3 separate regions of the Danio rerio genome follow, and all the other regions are linked to region 1. The links are chromatin contacts, called in public Hi-C and HiChIP or PLAC-seq maps. All regions are on one chromosome and are shown on one strand. Each heading gives the region's core, a stretch centred on a gene start, on an enhancer-like site or on the middle of the called end of the contact. The rest is flanking DNA. Distances are from core to core; before and after follow the strand shown. Region 1 holds the start of grpel2 (GrpE-like 2, mitochondrial). Region 2 holds the start of dnajc18 (DnaJ (Hsp40) homolog, subfamily C, member 18). Region 3 holds the start of LOC141380013.

Evidence for each region. Hi-C and Micro-C count contacts between places; a contact is called where the count stands out from the background. HiChIP or PLAC-seq counts read pairs in DNA pulled down with a chosen protein or histone mark.
Region 2: a Hi-C map of an unstated tissue shows a contact between it and region 1, with 3 times the contacts expected there. The contact joins the promoter of dnajc18 here to the promoter of grpel2 in region 1. A contact is called at or near these places in 2 of 18 Hi-C or Micro-C datasets (embryo and an unstated tissue).
Region 3: an H3K4me3 HiChIP or PLAC-seq map of embryo shows a contact between it and region 1, with 2.7 times the contacts expected there. The contact joins the promoter of LOC141380013 here to the promoter of grpel2 in region 1.

What each region holds. Positions count from the first base shown.
Region 1 is chr21:33,060,672-33,065,067 of GRCz12tu, reverse strand. It overlaps grpel2 (GrpE-like 2, mitochondrial), which reads left to right and starts at 1,769. Exons shown (of 4, transcript NM_001288663.1): 1 at 1,769-1,867; 2 at 4,214-4,373. The coding sequence starts at 1,791.
Region 2 is chr21:32,904,839-32,908,873 of GRCz12tu, reverse strand. dnajc18 (DnaJ (Hsp40) homolog, subfamily C, member 18) reads left to right here and starts at 1,386. Exons shown (of 8, transcript NM_001113588.1): 1 at 1,386-1,785. The coding sequence starts at 1,644. LOC141380016 (a long non-coding RNA gene) reads right to left here and starts at 1,247. Exons shown (of 4, transcript XR_012397242.1): 1 at 1,112-1,247.
Region 3 is chr21:32,889,153-32,893,350 of GRCz12tu, reverse strand. LOC141380013 reads right to left here and starts at 1,928. Exons shown (of 2, transcript XM_073935984.1): 1 at 1,847-1,928; 2 at 1-1,446. The coding sequence starts at 1,270. dnajc18 (DnaJ (Hsp40) homolog, subfamily C, member 18) reads left to right here. Exons shown (of 8, transcript NM_001113588.1): 6 at 3,765-3,874; 7 at 3,958-4,130.

The DNA of each region.
Region 1 (4,396 bases), core at 520-3,019:
CAGTAAATTTTTCCTATTTAGTTCTTATAGTAGTAGTGGGCACAATATTTACTTCACAAGACTATTATTGGTTTAATTTTAGAGACCGCCACTTGAAGATGATCCTTTTTCTTCAGTTGTGTATGATTTTTTAATCTTTTTAAAAAACATTTATTTTTCAGCTATGTGATGCAGTAAAGGTGTCAGAGTTTACCATAGTGCTGTAAATTCAGTCTGCTGCAAGTGATGCTATTGATATTAAAAATTACAATTAATGTTATTGATATATACAGTAAACACCCCATGGGTTGCAATCCAAAGGAAAAAAAGACTGATTTTTTTTGTGTGTGTGTGTGTGTGTGTGTGTGTGTGTGTGTGTGTGTGTGTGTGTGTGTGTGTGTGTGTGTGTGTGTGTGTGTGTTTTTATGTAAGTAGTATAACTTAATACTATATGCATTATCTTCTGTAGGTTATGGATAAAATATGGTAATTCTAATAGTTGAATAAAGTTTATTCTATTTTTTTTAATCATCCCCAACCTATAAATGTAGTATACAGCTCCTAAAATGCAGTTCTAAAAACAAAAATAACCACTAACCATTGCAAAACAATGCTGCTCCACCACATTTTTGAAATGCCACACAGTCCTACCAGGCCTGTCCTCAAATAGACTGTTTTCTTTTTCTGAAAGCTATGAAATAGGCAACAAAGCGGTAGGTTTACATGAATCTAAAGAAGACCCTTTCTGCTACATTTTAATATAGTTAATTGTGACTTTTTTAAAGTGTACATCAATCTCAGACTAGCCTTTTTGCTAGTTAATAAAACTAAATTCTGATGCATATACTCGCAATTGCAAAAATAAAATCTGAGTTAGTTGGAAAAGTGTCAGAGCTGGTAAAAACACACTTCTGACGCTTCTACCTGCAATTCTTTCTGTATAATTGTGAGATGTAAACTCACAAAAGCAAGTTACAAAGTTCCTTTCGAAAGTGGAATTACTTTCAAACAATTTGGGAGTTTATATTATTCAATACTGAGAAGAAAATAAGTTACAATTGCAAATTTCTCACAGTTCTGGCTTTCTAACATACTTGTAGTTTCATCTTGCTGTTCTTTGTCAAAGGTCAATATCGCAGATTTATATATTTAAAACTTTAGTACTTTTTGACTTTTTTCCGCATAACTGCAAAACATAAGCTTGCTTTAAGTTTGTAATTTACGAGTTTATGTTTTGCCATAATGAGAAAATAGTGAAAATTTATAAACTAGATCTATGGTGTCAGCTTGGGGTCCTCAGACCATTAAAAATTCATGAGGTTACTACAGGGGGTCCGTTCCATAAGACAGGTTAAATATACTAAATAAATTATATGCTTATATATTTATTTATCTTTTTGGTTTAATGCGTAATGTGATAGCGACGCGTTTGTAAAATAAAATACAGTCTACCAAACCTGCTACTTCATGTCAGGGGTCTCCGAGTTGCCTTGCCTGTGAATCTGGGTGGGTGGTCTTTGCCTTTGGGGCACGTGTAGAAAAGGATTACAACCCCGTGAGGAAGATTATTATTAAGTGTTGTCCAGTACAGTATTTAACCAGCCAAATACGGCACTTAAGAAAAAAACCTACATCCGTTTAATTCTGTGCTTTTACAATAACAATTTTCAGATGTATTGTTTTATTTTTGCACAATCATTTAAAGAGAGATTCATTAGAGTCGCTTAGTGAGTCGATTCACTGATTCTGAACCATGACTCACCGAGCATGTCACGCGCTCCGACCACCCGTACAGATACTCGACTGAGGAAATGGCCGTGCGCTTTCTGTCCGTAACGAGAAGAAATCCGATCGATCTGTGCAGGTTAACACCAAGTGCGGTCACCAGGTAAAAAGACGTTTACCGAAAAACATTCATACAAGTGTGCGATTTATGTGAGGAAAATTAGGTTTTAGTTTATAGTGTCGTCATTTTGACCGTTTAAAGTGTTGCGGGGAAGCCCCGCTGCTAACAGGCTAACGAGCGAGTTAACGGTTTAGCCGGGACCACAGCTCACAACACTTAAACATACAACCAATATCAGTTAAATGCTTTACAAACGCCAAGATGTGTTAACAGCTAGTCACTTTGTGATTGAATGGTGTTTTACGGTATTTGGCAAGATTTCGCGAGCACTCGCATCTGGCACATTGAAAAAAAAACTATACACGTAACGCTACATCTGTGTCTTTAAATGTTAACGTACACGCTTTATCCTCCGCAGTCACAGGTTAATAAATATAACAACAACACTGTTATTATAATATACACTAAGGCACTGTCGGATGTTGTGGAAAACGTATTCTCTTTCCCCTGTTTACTGTAAAGAAGTGTTTGTTTGGTGTTTACTTTCACTCGGGTAATCCTCAATCCCACGGCTCATTTGCTTTCACAGATTTACGTTACACGAATTAAACCTGTAATTACTCATGGTGATGAATGGCTTTTATTGCATACTTAATTTTCTTTGAGTCTTACTGATGCTAGCCGGTCATATGTTATCAGCCCTCCTATTGTTTAGGCATTTGCAGTCACGTCTGATCCTTTGGATCAAATTCAACCTACATTAAACATCATTACTGGTGTAAGAATTTATTACATTGGTTATATGGCGTGTTTTATGTAGCTTGCTCGTTTTTTTTGTTATTTAATTGTTTTTAACAACATTATGCAAAATCTTTATGTGTATTTATACAAACCAAAGTGGAAACCCACACTTGAAAATGTTGATTAATTGTGGGCATTTTTCTTCTCTCTTTATAGTTAAATATAGTACTTGTTATTTAACATGATTGTGGCCACAGTTTACCTAAAACACTGGAACAAAATTAGAATTGGGGTTCTTTGTCTATTTTTTAACAAATTTACTTACTTTTGATCTGAAAGAGAAAAATTATATTTTCTAAAAACGGACAAAATATTTTCAAATTAGTGAATTGCACTCTTCAAATGCGCCAAGTCCTCAAAATATCCATAATTAACTTGATCAAGTGTTTGTAAATGCTATAATTTCTAAAATCTTTGTATATGGAGCAGGTTTAGTTGATTTGGTGGGGAAAAATATATATACATTTTGAGTAATATTTATGTGGAAAAACAGTTGTACATTTAGATTTTTCCCCATATCTAACACCTCTTAAAGGCTGGATTTATACCTGTAAAATCTATTTTGCTTGAAAGCATTGCAGATTATTATATGTTGTTTAGGACTAGTAGCCTAGATTTCATAAATTTAGTTTTTTACTATTTAATTGCATTGTGATTCAATAGTGACATTGAATTTCAAACAAAAAAAGCATATGTACATTTAAGAAATATTGTTGATAATTGTTAAAATAACAATACTCTTCATCCAAACTGACCTAGATTGCAAAATCACATATTTTGAGTGTATTATTACTTTTTTAGTGTTAATTTGTGGTTATTTTTTCTTTTTTAAAGTAGTATATCTTAGAGCTGGGCTAATATACGATATTACATCGAATTGCGATTAAGAAAATTATCTATGACAATGATAAGATCACAGCTGATATGATCTAAGAACCAATTACACAGCAGAAGCGTGCAACGATGGGAATCTAAAAATGTGTAGAGATGCATAGAATTCTCAGCCATCGAAGATTTATCGGCCAAGAATATGTTAGGGCGTTTAACAGACCCTCAAATTTTTGTGGCTTCAGTCACTGTTAGGATACTCTTTTAAATCTGGAAGCATTAGCAACTTCTATCGAAATATATGTTGTTATCACTCAATATGGAAAATAATTATCGAGATTGCATTTTTGCCATATTGCTCAGTCTTAGTATAATTGTTCTATTAAGTAACAGTTGTGTGGATGTGAATAAAATGTACAATAACCATATCTATTTTTTCCTGAAATAATGTGTATTATTACAGTCAGTGTAAATCAAAGATTCTGTTTTAATTACTACTGTAAATACTTTGGAGTCAGACAACTCATTAAACAACAACTATATATATTACACAACAACTATATATAGTAGTTGTTGTTTATTGACATTTTCTTTGTCAAATACGCTCTATAGTTGTTGTTGTTTTTTGCAGAAACCTGAGTAGCTCAGTCTTTGTATTAAAATAGGCATTCTTGTAGAATATATAGGTTATGTGTAACGTTATACTACACGTGAAAGGAGTGAGTGTTTAGCAGCTGTTCTCTTGTTTCATGGCTTCAGGTCTGCTGTAGGCCTCTTTAGCACTGCGGCAGAGCAGCGTAGTGCTGGTGACGACTGCCATGGTGAAGACAGAGATGACGACCACAGTCATGCCGTCACACACGTCCGGACCCTTGAGATGAGAGCCAGAAAACTGGAGGAGCAGGTTCACGACCTCACCGTAAGTTCACACTAATTTTTTTT
Region 2 (4,035 bases), core at 137-2,636, 160 kb after region 1:
CCCTCTGTCAAGCGTTGATGCTGAAGCCCCGTGTGAATGGGGCGGAACTCTTCATGATCTCTTTATGCACATCCTTGTAGTTCGTTTACACTGAATAACAATAGAAAAGGGTTCTGTCAACATCAACATGAACACTGTAAACACAAAAGTAGTCAAGGATGAGTTAATGGTGATGTGCCCCTCCAAGTAAAGTCATGACATACACATACATTAACAGCTCATAAGTTCATGATGCATCTATTTATGCGTGAATAGCGAGATTTATTCATGCGTGCCGCGTCTGGTGTGAACACAACATTCAAGTTTAGGCCGCAATGTTACGCTGCACTGTTTAGAGTTCACACGCCATGTTGTTTCGAGTCTATGTCACACTGTTTCAAGTTAACTATATGCTGTTTTGAGTCTACGCCATGCTGTTTTGAGTCTACGTCATGCTGTTTCAATATGCCACTCTGTTTCAAGTTTACACCAAGGCCACGCTGTTTCAAGTTTAAGCCGCGCTGTTTAGTTTACGCCATGCTGTTTTGAGTCTATGTCAGGCTGTTTTGAGGCCATGTCACGCTGTTTCACGTCTACATCACGCTGTTTCGAGTCTGACACACTGTTTCGAATTTACGCCAAGGCCATGCTGTTTCAACTGTACATCACGCTGTTTCGAGTCTATGCAACTATTTCGAGTCAATGTAACACTGTTTTCAGTTTACGTAAAGGCTTTGCTGTTTCAAGTTTACGCCGCGCTGTTTAAAGTTTATGCCACACACTGTTTCATGTTTATGGTTACATTTTGCTTAAACTCAAATGTTACTTAATACACTGATTAACAACATGTACTAACAAGTAATTAAAGCAGACGTTATTCACAAATGAACTCACGTGACTCATGTTGTAATTAAAGTTAGTTCATGATTAGGACATGTCTTAACTCGTTAATTCATAATAAAGTAATGATTGGTTTACATATTCATATATAATTATTCATTTACTGTTATTGTAAAGTGTTACCAATTTTTGTGTTAGAAATGGATGGAAATTAGCACATATTAAATTAAACAGAGCACCACTGACATATTTAAACAAAGTATAGAACATTTTAAATGTAATCTCGTTGCACCTGCATTGTCTCGCCCATAGACTGTAAATAAAAGGTCTTGCCCGTAGGGTCTTGACCACATTTGTCCCCGCTCACCTTCCATACCCTCGGATTTTTTTATCCTGCTGCCATCGTTCCATTTACGGAAAATAACGACAGCTTCCGATTGGCTGTTTGGATTGTAGTCCCGCATCCTTCGCTTCTGCTTCCGGTTAGCAATGGAGGTTACAAGCAGTATTGCATTTCTGTCTTTCTCGCACATTTTGCAATGACGAAGCCAGGTCTGGTGTCTAGGATTAAACATGAATTGCTTTGATAATAAATTCATATTCGACTAGGTTGCGTCGTAGAGGTGTCCGTTTTGTGAGCGGAGGATGCTTAAAATCGGAATTTAAATTGTTGTGGTTGCATTAGCATAACGCACTCGATTTAGCTTCATGTCAACAACACCGCGAGTCATCTGTACCGTTAAATAAGCCTCGTTTTGATTATTTAGCTACTTTGAGCTCATCGGCACGATATTTAATGTGGGTTTGAGGTGTCATTGCTGAACATGTCAATGTTTGAGATGGACAGAGAGGAGTCTGACAGGCTGATAGAGAAAGCCAAGCTGTGTTTGCGCTCAGGACGCAAAGAGAAAGCCCTGCAGCTGCTGTACGAGGCGCAGAAGATCTACCCGAGCACCAGGGCCAGAGGTTTGTATCCTGCTGCTGGTGCTGCTTGATTGACAAATCAGCTGTGTTTGGTCAGTGTGCTGAAATAGAAAGTGCAGACGCTGGATGTTGTGTGTTATATAATCTGTCACCGGGTCGCTGATGATGGGTTCGAGAATGAAAACATCTGACATTTGATGATTTAAAAGCTGTGAGGCTGATCTTGTGAAATTAGCGTCCGGTGAATCCAGTTTGGATGCATTTTTTGTTTATGTATGTGGTAAGCTGCAGAATTTACATCTTTTTACAAATTTCTTAAAGGGGTAGTACACCCAAATGTGACTGTATTACAAAACCTTAATAGAGGTAAAGTTGGTTTTATATTCGCACATTCGTTCATTTAGGAATCTCTTTACAGTTTACCATGTTACTTTGAATATTCAATCAGAATTAGCATGCCAGTATGACTTGAAATTAACATTATCACTGTTTATTTGACCGTGAGCAATGTTGTACTTTGATAGTCATTGGCTGCTAATATGATCTCGCTATTTAGAGTTTGCAAATAATACTTTTATGAAATTATATTATTAAGGGGAAAGTCTGAATCTGCGAATATAAAACCAACTTTACCTCTATAAAACCTTATATCTAATGTTGCGCAGGTATATTTCTGGCGAAATGTTGTATTGGGGCGTCACGGTGGCGCAGTGGTTGCACGATCGCCTCACAGCAAGTAGGTCGCTGGTTTGAGGATCAGTTGGCATTTCTGTGTGGAGTTTATATGTTCTCCCCATGTTGGTGTGGGTTTCCCCACCAGTCTAAAGACATGCGCTATAGGTGAATTGGGTAAGCTTGTCCGTAGTGTATGTGTGTGAATGAGAGTGTATGGATGTTTTCCAGTATTGGGTTGAAGGGCATCAGCTGCATAAAATATATGCTGGATAAGTTGGTGGATTATTTCACTGTGGCGACCCCTGATTAATTAAGCGAAAAGAAAATGAATGAATGAATGAATGTTAGTCAAAATGAATGATTTTTGTTAAATTGAAGTAAAGTTGGTTTTATGTTTGTACATTCAGACTTTCTCCTTAATAATATAATTTCAGAAAAGTATTTTTTGCAAATTCTAAATAGCGAAATCATATTAACATCCAAATGACTATAAAAGTAAAACATTGTTCACAGTCATATAAATAGTGCTGATGTTGTTTTGAACTCATACTTGCATATGATTTCAAGTTGAATATTCAAAGTACCATAGTAAACAATATAGGGAGAATGTCATAAGTTGTCACTGAATAAATGTGCAAATATAAAACCAACTTTACCTCAGTTTTTCTTCTGCGGAACAAGCAAGAAATGAAAGTTTCTGTTGCGTGGTGGTTTTGATTTTTATTATTTTCAATGAGAGTTAATTTTTACATTTTGATGGTCTATTCAGGGTAACCCTTCTGTATTCTGTATTTACTAACATGAACAAACAATTAGTAATACAATTATTACAGTATTTATTCATCTTTGTTTATGTAAAGTAGAATAACGTTACTTCATGTTAGTTCATTTTAACTCACAGTAGTATGCATTAACTAATGTTAACAAGCAAAAATTTGGATTTTTAGTAATGCAGTAGTTAACGTTGAATTATGATTAATAAATCCTTTACAAGATTATTCATACTTAATATTAGTAAATACATTAATTAACGTTATCTAATGGACCATCATTCTAAAGTGTTATCCTATTCTGTTGTGTGTGAACTACAAAAATGTGAAATTGTGAAAACCGTGATGTCATGTAATTGACAACCAAAACATTAATGGTGGACTAAAGTACTATGTGTGCAGACCGAAATAGGAAAAAAAAGGAAAACTGTTGTTGTTTTCCTTCTGATTTATTTTGCTTTAAATTTCTGAAGCATTCTAAAGCTATCAGACTATTAAATTAACTACATGAAGGCACTGAGACATATAATGTCTGGATAATGTTAAATGTATTTATTCAATATTTACTTTCATTTATCTAATAATTTATTTTAAAAGAATACATTAGTCCAGGGGTCACCAATCTCGGTCCTGGAGGTCCGGTGTCCCTGCAGGGTTTTGCTCCAACTTGACTCAACACAACTGCCTGGGTGTTTCAAGTATACCGGTCACACTAGAGTAGAGTTTGAGCTTGTGAAATTCTGTAGTACGGCGCTGTGAAAAGGGGTGGGATTAAACAGAATGATTAGACATTTTAAAAAGCGAGCGATTGGTCCATGTTTTAAATTACTGTCCAGAGAGATCAATG
Region 3 (4,198 bases), core at 679-3,178, 170 kb after region 1:
GAGGAAGACGGTTCAACAGTCGTTTAACATTTGACCCACTGTGCAGTTCCTCAATACCATCATCCTTGAGGGCTTTAAGCATGCCGACTATTGCTTGGACTCTGAGAGAAAACTCATCGAATGCCCGCTCATCACCAGCACGAATAGCTGGGAGGTTCTCCAATGTCTCTATTTCTCTCAGCACAAACTGGTAGGGCCTGCCATACCTCCTGTCGAGGGCTTGCAGGGCATTTGTGTAAGGAGTGACTGATTCCGCATGTGCTAACACTAGTCTGTGAGCATTAGGTACCTTCACATGCTTCAGAAGGATGGAGTACTTATAATTCTCTGGTATTTGAGGGTGGAGCAAATTATCCAAAGCCATCCTAAGTTCCACATACTGAGCTCTGTCCTCTTTGTAAAAATCTGGAAAGGTGGGCCCTTCCACTGTTGGACTCCAGTATGAGGGAGGAGGAGGTGCATAGGGTACAGTGTTAGCCCTAAATTGAGATGTAGCTTGGTATGACGTTTGTGGCATTGGCTCAGTCACTGAAACGAACCGGCTATGTACTGGGTGGACAGCTGCAGGTGGTATGTTATAGAAATGTGGCTGGGTGGTTTGGATGGGTTGCTGTCCAGGGAGAGGAGGCAGTGGTTTAGTCCATGGCTCTGCTTGGTTGTGCTGATGGGTTCTAATTTGGTCTAATGGAGAGCTGCTATAGGGTGTGGCATACTGATGTGACGTTAAGGTGGTTTCTCTGCTTACAGGTGGAGGTGACTGGAAATAAGTGTCTCTGAGGTGGGTTTTCCTCAGCGACTGAGAAAGCTCTTCCACAGTTGGGGGATTATTAGGCAGTGGCCAGGGAGAGGACTGTATTCTAACAACATCAGGGCTTACTTCAGATGTCGGCTGTCCCTTTTCCACTGATTGCAGGATTCGGGTCCGAGGTGTCTGATGCCGTGATGATGCTCGTGAGGAGGGGGTGGATGCTTGAAGGCTACTGTGTAGCAGGACTTTCTCCAAGAGCTCTGTTTGGCGCCTTGCTGTCTCACTTTGCTGTTTTGTAATCTCCATCATCTGCTGCATAAAGTCCTCTGATGAACCAGCAGTTCCATATGATTGACTAGTAGTGATGGGGGTTGACGTCATTATTGCTTTCTCTTTAGGTCCAACTGGATGGCTAGATGGGTTTCCAGCATAATTGACTATGTAGTCATCTAAGTAGGCAGGTCTCTGGATCACTCTGTGTGGACGTCGAGAAGAGGATGGGGCTGACTTTGGGGTTGCCATGGTAACGACCAGCTCCGGCTCGAAGGACCAATTTTGTAGAGGAGTTAGCTGTTTTTTAGGTGAATTTGATCGTCGCCATGGAGTGCCGGTAAGAACACGGAGACTTGAACCCCATTTAAAGCTCTTTATTGTCCATCACACTTTGTGTATGTGTTTGGTGTGTGTGTGTGTGTGGTCTAAACAAAGGAAAGAAAATATACATTAATTAGTAAATTTAGATAATAAGGATAACAGTAACAAGTGGAAATACTTATACACAACATTAAACTACAATATACATTTATAACTGACATGCATGAGCAAAGCAGATGAAGCAAGGCAGATAAACGTATATAAATAATAATTCTCACTATTAACAGGCTTTTAACTTAGGCGGAAATATAACAAAAAGCATGGATTTAATAGGCGATGTATGTATTATCATTTAAAGCAATTATATTTACATAAAAGATCGCTACTACTAGCCGCGGCAGTCCGCGATTCTTTACGAGCTCGCGCATAAATCAATAATCTCAATACAATACTATAATGATAAAACAGTGGTAACAGGTATGTAAAAGATGCATAAACACTTACTTCTCATCATTGACGCACACAAAACTGACTGGAATTAGGCGGAAAGCAAAGCATGCAACCTTTCTCTCTGTCTGATCAGAATGAAACCAGTTAACAGTCTCAATGTACAGCAGACCTAAGCTGCGTTTTGATTGGCTGCCTGTGCTCGTGATCAGCGCATGATCAAGTACGAGCTCTATAGGAGTCTGTTCGTGATGTCACAGCATGCACGCGTGAGGAGAGAGCACAGCTCGTGTCCAGCTCTGGGCTCAGCCCACCGACCTCTTTTACAATGACTGTAAATAATATTTTACTAGAAAAGTTTCTACATAGTAGTTTTCTGCTTAAAGTGACATTTAAAGGCTTTACTGGGTTACTTAGGCACGTTATTGTAATTATGTAAATAATCGTATAACAGTTGTTCTGAAGACAATCAGAAAATATTTCTAAAAGGGGCTAATAATATTAAATTATTAAAATTCTGTAAAAAATTCAAAAAAAGTTTTTAATTAAATTTTTTTTTTGCGGAAATAAAAGAAATAAGACTTTCTCCAGAAGAAAAAATATCATCAGACATACTGTGATAAATTCCATGCTTTGTTAAACATAATTTTGGAAATTTTTGAGAAATAAAAAATATATTTATAGGAGGAATATTAATATTGAGTAATAATTTAGATTTTACAATTTTGATTTTTATACATATATATTAGCCCCCCTGTATATTTCTTCCCCAGTTTTTGTTTAACCGAAAAGATTTTTCAACACATTTCTAAGCATAATAATTTTAATAACTCAATTCGAAAAACTGATTTATTTTATCTTTGCCATGATGACAGTAAATAATTTTTTCATAAATATTTTTCAAGATACTTCTATACAGCTTAAAGTGACATTAAAGGCTTTACTTGGTTAATTAGGTTAACTAGACATGAAAGGGTAATTAGGCAAGTTATTGTATAATGTTGGTTTGTTCTGTAAACTATCGAAAAAAATATATAGCTTAAAGGGGGTAATAATTTTGACCTTAAAATTGTTTTTAAAAAAAATTAAAACTGCTTTTATTCTAGTCGAAATAAAACAAATAAGACTTTCTCTATAAGAAAAAATATGATCTGACATACTGTCTAAATTTCCGTGCTCTGTAGGGATGCACTGATGTGGATTTTTTTTATAGATATCCTGTAACTATTTAAATTCAGAGGCCGATATGTTATTTTTTCCATATTTTTCTGCATGATTGCAAAAACCAAAGGCAAACACATAAAGTGGACAACTGATTTTATTTTAAAAGCTTACCTTTTTGAAAAATTTAAATCTAAAACTTGATTAATTGCCTTTCTTTTCTATGGACAACTTTTTATTATATAAATAAAATCTACTGACTGAAGCAACCAAGTCACTGAAAAATAGCATGTAGCAGCTGATACCAACATGGCAGCAAGTTATTATTTTTATTTATTTTTTGCATGTTTAATCCCTCAAAGCTGCTCGATTTAAAGCAAACAACTTTTTAAACAAACACGTATGTGATTTGACATGACTTGTCTTACAATGCCAATTTACAGCATCTAATGCAATTATCCTCACCATAGATGCTTTCTTAACCACTGTTTTCTGTACTCTGTAATTTTAGCTGTATATTAATTTTGTTATTGAGAGAAAAACATGCATTACATGTTTGAATATTTCTCTAAACATTACTCTCATATCGGTGAAATCCTCACAATTGAGTATTTAGTGTGAGGGCGAAAGATTTTACCCTATGCCCTAAATTCACCATATGAACCAATAGCCTTCTGTGGACGCTCGTACATCCCTACATTTCCTCCTTGCAAATTTTCACTAATGTTTCCTAACTCTTTATTTTTATCTGATGTCCAAATTGCCATCAAAGCCTCTCTAAAAACCTTCTTTCTTTTTTTTTCTCTTCATGAAGAACAACTTCACCCCTCTCCTGCAGCTGTTGCCGGTGCTGGTGCTCATTGTGATCTCTGTGTTCACTCAGCTGATGGCCACCAACCCTCCCTACAGCCTCTTCTACAAACCGTGAGTCAACTGTAAAGCATCATGCATGATTTAAACCATCCGCTTGAAGAAAACGCCTGATAGTTATACTCGCCATCCTGCAGGTCCATGGGGTTAGTGGTGTCCAGGGAGACTCAGCACATGGGTGTGCCATACTACGTGGATAAGAGTTTTGAGAAGGAGTACCGTGGTGCTGCACTGGACGAGCTGGAGAAAACCATAGAGACTGACTATATTGATCATCTACAGAGCAGCTGCTGGAAAGAGAAGCAACAGAGTAAGACGTCTTCTTATCTGTTAGCTTAATGACTTTTTAATAATTTAATATAAATCAGCTGCTTTATA